2 separate regions of the Gossypium arboreum genome follow, and region 2 is linked to region 1. A link is a contact called in public Hi-C data. All regions are on one chromosome and are shown on one strand. The core of a region is the stretch at or near the end of the contact, and the rest is flanking DNA. Distances in the headings are between cores, read along the strand shown.

What was found. Hi-C and Micro-C count contacts between places; a contact is called where the count stands out from the background.
Region 2: a contact with region 1 is called in a Hi-C map of leaf, with 3 times the contacts expected there. The contact joins the promoter of LOC108458056 here to the promoter of LOC108460663 in region 1. A contact is called at or near these places in 2 of 5 Hi-C or Micro-C datasets (both in leaf).

What each region holds. Positions count from the first base shown.
Region 1 is chr4:116,254,294-116,259,207 of ASM2569848v2, forward strand. It overlaps LOC108460663 (E3 ubiquitin-protein ligase RING1), which reads left to right and starts at 1,952. Exons shown (of 4, transcript XR_008281276.1): 1 at 1,952-2,657; 2 at 2,749-3,101; 3 at 4,444-4,561.
Region 2 is chr4:116,539,615-116,544,528 of ASM2569848v2, forward strand. LOC108458056 reads left to right here and starts at 2,815. Exons shown (of 4, transcript XM_017757295.2): 1 at 2,815-3,327; 2 at 4,577-4,660; 3 at 4,741-4,830. The coding sequence starts at 2,935.

The sequences.
Region 1 (4,914 bases), core at 702-3,201:
CTGCCCAAGAAAGGCAGACCTGAAAACAGAAAAGTTACTTTCCTCTTTATTCTATAACCCATTGGCTGAAGGTGTAGAGATTAGACTTGGATTATGGATTGTGTTAAGTTTTGATTGAGTCATGTAAAATTTTAAATTTAATTTTTAAGCTCAAGCTCAGCATAATTTAAAAAATGGATTTAAAATTTTATTATAAGTTTGACTCAAATTAAAAATATTAAATTCGATCTTGAGCTTGTTTCACTCATATTAAATTTTTAAATTATTCTTTTATATAAAGTAAATTTTAAAAATATAATACATCTAATACATTAAAATATTAAAATAAATATTTTTAATAAATTGAAAATATATTAAAAAAATTAAGATAGTTGCAACTTAACAAGGAAATGCCTCTAAAATAACAGCAAAATTAATAATAAAATAAGATTTATATAATATTCAAATAATAATAAGAAAATATAGCAATATAACAACAAAATGGTAGCAAAACAACAACAAAACAATAGATTCAGGTCAGGCCAAGCCAAAAATAAAAAAATTTTATCTGAAACTTGACTCGTTTAAAAACATGCATTATTTTTTGCCTAAACCGATTTTTTGAACTTGCATTTTTGGCCAACCTTTTTACCATTCAAGCGGACCTTTGGACTTCGGATCGGGTCTAGCGAAAATCTTAGAGTTGGGTAGGAGGAAATGAGTCAAGATATTGCTACAAATCAAAAGAGATTCTAGAAAAGGTAGAGAAGGAACACATTTGATGGGCTATGCCCAAGGAAATTGAACTCATGAAACATTAGTTAAGTTGTTTGAGAGGAGGTGATGGAATGAAGCTAATCGAGCTACCACTACAAGAATAAGAAAGAAGGACCGAGGGGGTTGAGGAAGGTGGGACTTCCTCAAAGGAAAGATTTGTGCTGAAATTTGATTGATTCATTCAGGGGTAGGATCAAGACCTTGACTGAAGCAATAATCATGTAGCCTGTTTGTTTGATGGGTTGATGGCTGATTAGAGTTAGTGGTCAGTCGATCCAACGTTTAAAGTATAACAACGATAGCTACTTGTATTGCTTAAAAGTTGTCTTAGGTTAAGGTTCTTGTAACTTCCCCTATGCGGTGTTTATGCTTAATTTCTTTGTCGTTTTTAAGGTCAACTTATTTGTATTTTTGGAGCATGTATTTGCAATGGTTATACGGGTATGGGTGGTTTCATTAGTCTAGTAAGCAAGACCTAACATTGTCGACCCACCTAACGATTTTAGGTGGTTGAGCCCGGCATTGGCATGACCTTAAGCTAGTTTCTCTAGTTATCAACCATGAAAAGACTTTATAACCATTAACTATCTTTAGAAGATTAATTGATTACATTTATTATCTGGGACTAATCACACTTATGTGATTATTTTTTTTTACAACTCACACGTTAATGGTAGGAGTAAATCACTTTTACTACTTGCACCACTAGCAAGCGATTTTTAATATATTAGATTCAAGTTGTCCATATAGTAATTATATTTTCGTATTTTTTTAGTGCAATTCATATATCATTGATTAGAATAAAACATTTTTATCACGCACACCATTAACAAGCAATTTTTAAATTCCATCTCAGAATATAATTATAGAGCTTACAACTTTAACCAATTGACTAAATGTTAAGTCTCTATTTTTTGAGACAATACTTAAATAAATTATAACTCGTTCATGACCTTTAAATTAAAAGATAATAGTTGTTTTAAATTTGTATATTTTATATATTAAGATAAGTAATAATGTCAATTAAATTAAAATTTAATCGAACATTTAATATACAAATTAATAATGAGATAATTAAAAATTTAATTAAAATATTTTGAGGGTGGGCACAATTTAAAATTTGTTGGCTAAGAAATTAGATTGTAGTAGTGAATAGTGACCATCAAATACCCTCTAATTATTTAAAAAGTAATTAATTAAACTTGGTATAGCTTCTAGAAGCCTCTAAAAAGAGAAAATTGATCTCCCTAAAAGACCACCTTCGATACACATATCCTTTTCCTCTCTGGCTTTTCCGTCCAAAACAATTCTAAAAGGTGAAACATGTCGTCCGACGGGAACGTCACCGGCGGCGGCGGCGCTAACACCGTCGGCGTAACCAATAAGCCTTTCTTTTGCTACCAATGCAGCCGTACCGTTAACATAACAATATCCCCTCCCTCTTCTGATCCGACTTGTCCCATTTGCAACGAGGGTTTCCTCGAAGAATACGACAACCCAAACCCTAATCAAGGCTCCGGTTTCCTAAACCCGAATCCGAACTCAATCCCGTTCCATGACCCTTTCTTGACGTTATCGGATCCGTTCGCTTCCCTCCTTCCGCTCCTTTTTCCGTCCTCTTCATCCACAACTACCTCATCCTCTGCTTCTATTGACCCTAATAACCCTAGCCTATCTGGGCCGACCCGCTCAGGTCGAGGCGACCCGTTCGCTTTCGATCCGTTTACCTTCATCCAGAATCATCTCAACGATCTGCGTTCAAGCGGGGCGCAGATCGAGTTCGTGATCCAGAACAATCCGTCCGACCAGGGCTTTCGGCTTCCGGCGAACATCGGGGATTATTTCATCGGACCGGGCCTTGAGCAATTGATCCAGCAGCTGGCCGAAAACGACCCTAACCGGTATGGGACCCCACCCGCATCTAAATCAGCCATTGAAGCGCTGCCTTTGGTGAATATAACGAAGAGTAACTTGAATTCGGAGTTCAACCAGTGTGCAGTTTGCATGGACGATTTCGAGGAAGGGACTGAAGCCAAGCAGATGCCCTGTAAGCATCTTTATCATAAGGATTGCTTATTGCCGTGGCTGGAATTGCATAATTCGTGCCCCGTGTGTCGTCACGAGCTGCCTACTGATGATCCTGATTATGAGAGGAGGGTTCGCGGGGCACAAGGGACCAGTGGAGGTAATGACGGTGATAATAGTGGGCAGAGGTCTGATGGGGATAATCGGACTGTCGAGAGGAGTTTTAGGATATCGCTGCCTTGGCCGTTTCAGGCTCGGGGACCTGGACCTGCACCAGGTGATAATGCAGAGACGAGGCAAGAAGATTTGGATTGAGAATTGTGAGTATCTTTATTCCGTTTTAACAATTGTATGCATTATGATACCCTTTTTTCTAGTGCGATCTTGATAATTTTGGTGTTTCTAAAAGTTGGGATTTTAGTTCAATTTATTGCGAATCAAATTTAGTGTTGAATGATGATCAAATGAATTTACGAGCTAATATAGTGAAGCTTTTCATCCGAGTTTTGGGTATTCCAAGGTCATGAGGAATCTGGAGAAGAAAATGAGAAGGCCTGCTAAGCATGACAAATTATCGAATTTTCATGCATGTTATGAAGCTCTTTTATTGCCTTAGGATCTTGCAGCATTTGATCAGCAAATGAAACATGCAATTGTGTGAATTTTATAGGAAGTAATTAGTCAAAGACGAATAGATGCATTCTTTTCTTGGAAGTCACTGACTGTCAAATGTAATGTCTGATAGGCTATTTTAGATTATTTCCTTGAATTCATTGACACCATGATGCCTTCAAATTTCAAAACCATCTTTCGTCTTTCTTTATAAAAATATTTGTAAAATGTCACTAGTGGAGTCACTGAGCAAGAACTAAAATTTGAGTTTATTAGCACTTCATTTTGTGTGCTCTCTGTCCATTCAACTTGGTAATTATCTATAAAGAGTGTAGTTGATAATTATGAAGGTGGAGATAAATAATACATTTTTGAGGTTATATATGTTTAATCCTATCTTAACCTTCCGAGGGAATGGAGAAGTCTGAACTTGATTAAGTATCAAAAACTTTCTTGTCTCGTGCTTTCAAAACCCAAAGTGTAGCTTAGCTTTTGATGTGAGAAGTTATAAAGTACAATGATAATTTTACTGTTTTATTCTGGCATATTGGCATCTGATTGAGGTGTTCTTCCACAAAAGAGTGGAAGTTGGGTTGTCTTTTTATTTAGGTAGTAAGGTGAAGGAGCACATAAGTTGTGAGAGAAAAGTAGTAGTTGTGAGGGTGTCAAGGTGAGGAATTAAAATATAGAACCATAATTTCATTATATACTTGCTGTTTATGAACTTGTGGCACTGACATTGTAATCCATGGAAGAAACTCCTGCCAAGTTCTCAAACTTGTGTATAGATTGTCTTGCATGTTATTTTATTGTTAAGCTTTCTGAAGACACTTGTGGTCTTAGCACTGGGGCATTAAACCTTTTCTATTTTCTTTAGACTGCTTTATTTATTTATTTTTTTTGAGAGAACATCTTGCTGAAATCTAGTGAACATCTTAATACTGAGAGTGGCTAGTAGCTTTTGATTCTTCTCTTTTAATGCTGCTTGTGCCTTCTCTTGCATTCATACTGACCAATGTCAAATGTCAATATGATTTTTTTTTTAATAAGGGTCCCCGGATTGAACCCAGGATGGGTGTCAGTTGAAGACTTGAGCACGAGTTCTTCCCCATTCCAACTGTGGTTCAATCAACCAATCTGAATAAATTTTGATGCTGTTGAAATAGTGGTATTATATTATCTGGGAACTTCAATTCAATATGCTCAGTTGAGTGGATGATATGCTGATAATCCATGTTTGCTTAATAACCTTGTAAGGAGGTTGAACTTATTGTTAATCCCCTCTTTACCTTTCTAAAAGAGAATTAATTGTTAGCTAAAATGTTAGGGTGCATCGGAACTGGGATAAGGTTTAGGTTCAATTTATGCCTACTTGAAGAAGGTGCATATCTTTCTCTTCAAAATAGGTTAAAATTTTATTTAGCGGGTTTTCTATAAAGACTGATCTCTGCAATCATACCATATTGCTACCGTCTCCAGCTATTCTGGTTTTCGTTTGTATCCAGTAAAATGAGTCGGGTA
Region 2 (4,914 bases), core at 1,565-4,064, 290 kb after region 1:
CTAAAATAATAGAATCACCTTAGACTTTTCTCACTTTTGAATCTTCAATCTTTGGTATTCGGTTTGCTTGGATGTTGTTCTTGTATTCAAATGCTGATTGGATTGCTTATTTTTGCTCTGGAATCGAATATTTTTCTTATTTCTTTTTGTTTTTTTTAAACTGCCGAACCCTTTTTACAATTTTTGATTCGGGTTTTATAACCCTTTTTTCTCTATTTTCCTATTGTTTCTGTCTTGTCTGCCTTACTGATTGCAGGGGATGGGCATGGGAGGTGACCGGTGGTGCAGGGAATGGTGCTGGTGTCAGAAGGCAGGTAGGCAAGTAGGGAGGCTAATTCGGCGCTGAATGCTAGGGTTAGGTATTTTCTGTTTTGGGTTTGAGGTTTCAAGTGGGTTTGGGTAGTTGGGCTGATGGTTCTAAATGTATTTGGGCTGAGGGTGGGTTAGATGGTTTAAGGGGTTTAATGTATTGGGTTTATTTGTTGGGTCAAAATTGGGTAAGTTAGTTGTAATGTATTTGGCTGATGGGTTATTTTGTTTTGGGTTTTATTGGTTTAATGTAAATGGGTAATGAGTAAAATTAGGCTATAACACCTATATTAGTGTCTCTTTCAAATTTGAAGCTTTTAATAGAAAGTTAACAAGTAATCGAGCTTCTAAAATTTATTTCCTTATTGTAGACGCAAAGACTCAAACATAGGACAAGAAGATATACAGAAGCTTAACTCACGTACCATTCTAGAGATAGGTTTTATACATTCTATTAATTTAGTCTTATTCTTAAAATTTAAAATTAAAAAACTTATTAAAAATAAAAATTATTTAAAATTTTATTTTTGATAATAACACATAAGATTTTATAAAATACATACAAATTTATAAATAAATGAATACCCAACTTTCTCTCTGTCTAACATGAAATTATCTATTGAAATAATAATTTGATAAATAAAATAATTTTTAAAACCCCACAAAACTTAAAAGTATATTCAAATTTCCTTTTTCAATTTTATTTTATAAATATTAATTTAGTTGTTATGCCTTTAGTCTTGTTCATTAGTACTCGCCAAATTTGTTGAGTGTTGGGAATCCCCTTTGCCAACAATCACTGACACCAATAATCCTTACGCTGGACCCATTTATTTTCACATCTTCCTTTGTTGCGCCATCTAATTAGGAATTAGTTGTGGAGTTGTCAACATAGCCTTCCACCTACTTGGCCTCTAAAACTTCATCCTCGCTTATATATCCCTAATTTTGCCGCATCCTCAAACTCAACATACTCTCTAGGCAACAAACTAAAGACTTCGATTCTTATCCTTTTCAACCTCATGCTATAGTTTTTGACCCAACATGAATATGTTGGTCATTAATGTTGAAAAAAGAAAAAGTTGCTTAAGTTTTCTTCATGGTTTATTTCCTTAATTTGTTTTATTTATAAAATTATTATTTTAATAAATAAATGTCATTTTAGAAAATGAGAAAATTAGTTATTTATTTATAAATATTTTATAACTTTATATGTATTTTATTAAAAAATTTAAATATAGTTTTGTTTTTAAAGTTTATTAAAAATTTAATTTCTAAAAATCAATATTAAATTGATAGGATGTGTAAAGTTCTTGGTTGCATTTATCAACTTTTTAATAATTAAGATTAAATTTATAAAATCTCTAAATATTGGAGGGATAATTTTATTATTATACCAATAAAAAAATCAAATCAACATTCCATTTGAGATTTAATGGAAATAAACTAATAGTTGAATCACTATTTATAAAATTTACCCACAGTTTTTCCAAAGATAAAACAGTTGTCGTTTAATTTTCAGTAACCCTAAAATCCCAAAGCTTCTCTTCTTCTAACACAGTGACATCACTAATTTAAACAACAGTAAACTACACCACCAGTCACCTATTTTTTTTTTCACTCAACTATCAACTTTTTTTATTTGTTCATCTAACTAATCGAGATTTCTGTTGGTCCCTTTCTATTAAGTGTCGTTGATGGGTGGGTGAATTGGCTGTTAAAAAATTGATATAATAACATATTTAACCCTTAATTTTTATATATTATATTAAATTAATCATAATTTTTAAAATAATCCTAAAAATTTAAAAATAATTTCAATTTGATCCTCAAAATTTACCTTTCTTTTTCGACTTGTCCCACCGCCACTATCATTGTTGCCTCCACCTCTAGTTTCACCTTTCTCCTGTTTGGTTTATACAGAGTTTGGTGGAGCCTCGCCCCATTTGGGGACAGAGTTGCATAAACAGTAAATTAATAACAATATTAATATCTCAGCAATTAGAAGATTGCAATTGATTGTTAATTTATTGCCCAGTTGTAAGAAACAACCTTTTTCCAATTTTCTTTATTTATTATAAAGCATGGTCATCTTCATAATCAGTTGCCCCACTTGGAGGAGGAGGTGGATGGTAGTGGTGTGGGGGAAGCGAAAGAGGAAGGTAAGTTTTGAGGATCAAATTGAGATTATTTATAAATTTTGAAGGTTAATTTTTTAAAATTATGACTAAATTGACATAAAATGTAAAAATTGAGGGATAAATTTATTCTTATATTAATTTTTCAATTGCCATGTTACTCTCCTGTCAATCGCACTTAACGGAAATGGACAAAAGAGAACAATCTCGATTAGTTGAGTGACCAAATTTAATAAATTGATAGTTAGGTGACCAAAAGAGAAAAGGGGTAATAGTTGGGTAACCAAATTAAAAAAATTGGTAATTGGGTGACCAAAAAGGAAAAGGACAATAGTTGGCTGACCTGTGTTGCAGTTTACCCTTTAAATCAAAATTTCCCACAAGCTAGGTCACTTTTTTATGAAACGAAACCCTAGATCACAACCGTAACACATGATCAAAATTTCCCAATTCGATTGAAAGCCCCGAAACCCTAACAGTTTTTGCAATGATTAGAAGAATACTCCCTTCAATATCCTCAGTTTCTTCTCATTTCCTCAAGACCAAACCCATCTGCAGCCCATCACCACTCCACCATTTCCATTCCCTGCAATCTCTCCAATGTTCCAACCCCATTAGCAAAAATGGGTCATTATGGTTTCAGGGTATTAGGTCTTATAGTCTTTTGAGCTTGAATGATCTGAAAGACAATGTTCCCAGAAAACAGAAGACGAGGAAAGGGAGAGGGATTGGGTCTGGTAAAGGAAAAACGGCTGGGAGAGGACATAAAGGACAGAAAGCTAGAGGTAATGGCAAGTTGGGATTTGAAGGAGGGCAGACCCCTATGCGGCGGCGTTTGCCTAAACGCGGCTTTAAGAACCCTTTCAGCCTCACTTTTCAAGTACCATTTTTCTTTATTTTTTCTTAGATATTTTGTAAATCTGAAGGGATACTTTTCTTTCTAGAAGTTTTCTTTCGTTGCCTTTATATGAATTATATGTTGAATTAATGTCTCCTTTCTCATGGCTTATGTATTATGTTTATTTGATACTGAAAATATGCAATTTCAAATATACATGTATATATGTAAATGTTGGAATTTCCTATATGGATGGTAACTAGTGAATTTGTAAGTGAAATGCAAGTTCTTGCCGTAGTCCATTTTTGTGGGGAGAAAGTATTAAGAGTAGAAAACATGCGCATTATTATGGTTGTTCCTTGCTACAGTGTTTCTCTTGACTTGTGTATTATGTTTATTTGAAGAAAGGGAATTGTATGTAAATGTTGAAGTTTGCTAATTGGTTGGTAACTAGTGCATTTGTGAGTGAAATGCTAGTTCTTGCTTTCTCCTTTGGGGGAATGAATTAAGAGTAGAAAACATGGCACATTATCATGGTTGTTCCTTGCTACACTTTTCTACTTGGCCAAAAGATGAAAATGAATCAGCTAGACCAGGATTTCTACACACTTTATCAATCCGCACCTCAATGCGATTGCATGTTGAGCTTATTTTACTCATAAGTTAGAAAGGAAGGAGAATCATTTTCTCATAGTTTTCACATTTTGAGGTTTGATCTATCATTGCTGCTGGATATTGGGATATGTATTTTGATTCTCCTATAACCATCTTACAAGCTGATGTTTCTTTGGGTTATTTGTCACTTTTAAAAAAGTTTTCTTTTCTTTTTTAATCCTTTGTGCAAACTCATATATAGAGGTCCAACATATTTGAAGTTCTAAAGGGAAATGTGCTATTGTACTGTTGCCAGTTGATATCTCCAATATGGTATCATGTGAGATGGAAATTTATGTATTGATTATCTTGAATGCTTGTAGTCAGCTTTTCCGTGGTGATGTTCATATTCCATTTCTTTTAGTCCATTGAGGTTTCTATCTTGTTTAGCTACTTTAACACTACTTTTTAAAGGAATAAATAAGTTAGAATTTCCGTTCTGTACTTTTTTGGCATTGAGAATTAATTCTTGTGTTGATGTTCATGACATCGAGAAAATTTGAGTACTAATTTTTTTTTTACTTCTTGTAAGGTTAGCATATTCGTTCAAATATTTTGGTTGTAGTTGTATTTCATTTTTTATTTGAGCTTTTTCTCTTCACTTGTTAAATTACTTGTACATTCGTTTTTCCGGCAGCCGGTAGGATTGGGAAAAATTGCCAAGCTTATAAATGCTGGGAAGATAGATTCTCATGAATTGATCACGATGAAGACACTCAAGGTAGAGTTAACTCTTGCTCTGATATTCGAAGTTAAATCACCTTTTAAGCGTAATTCACACTAATTATTGCTGTTACATAGGATGCTGGGGCCATCGGGAAACAGATAGAGGATGGAGTAAGGTTGATGGGTCGTGGTGCTGAACAGATCAAATGGCCAATTCATCTCGAGGTAAAAGATTTGACTTAAATCGTTCATGTTACACTGCTGACTTGTCATTTCTTCTTCTTAGCCCTTTTTGAATTAACTTATGTT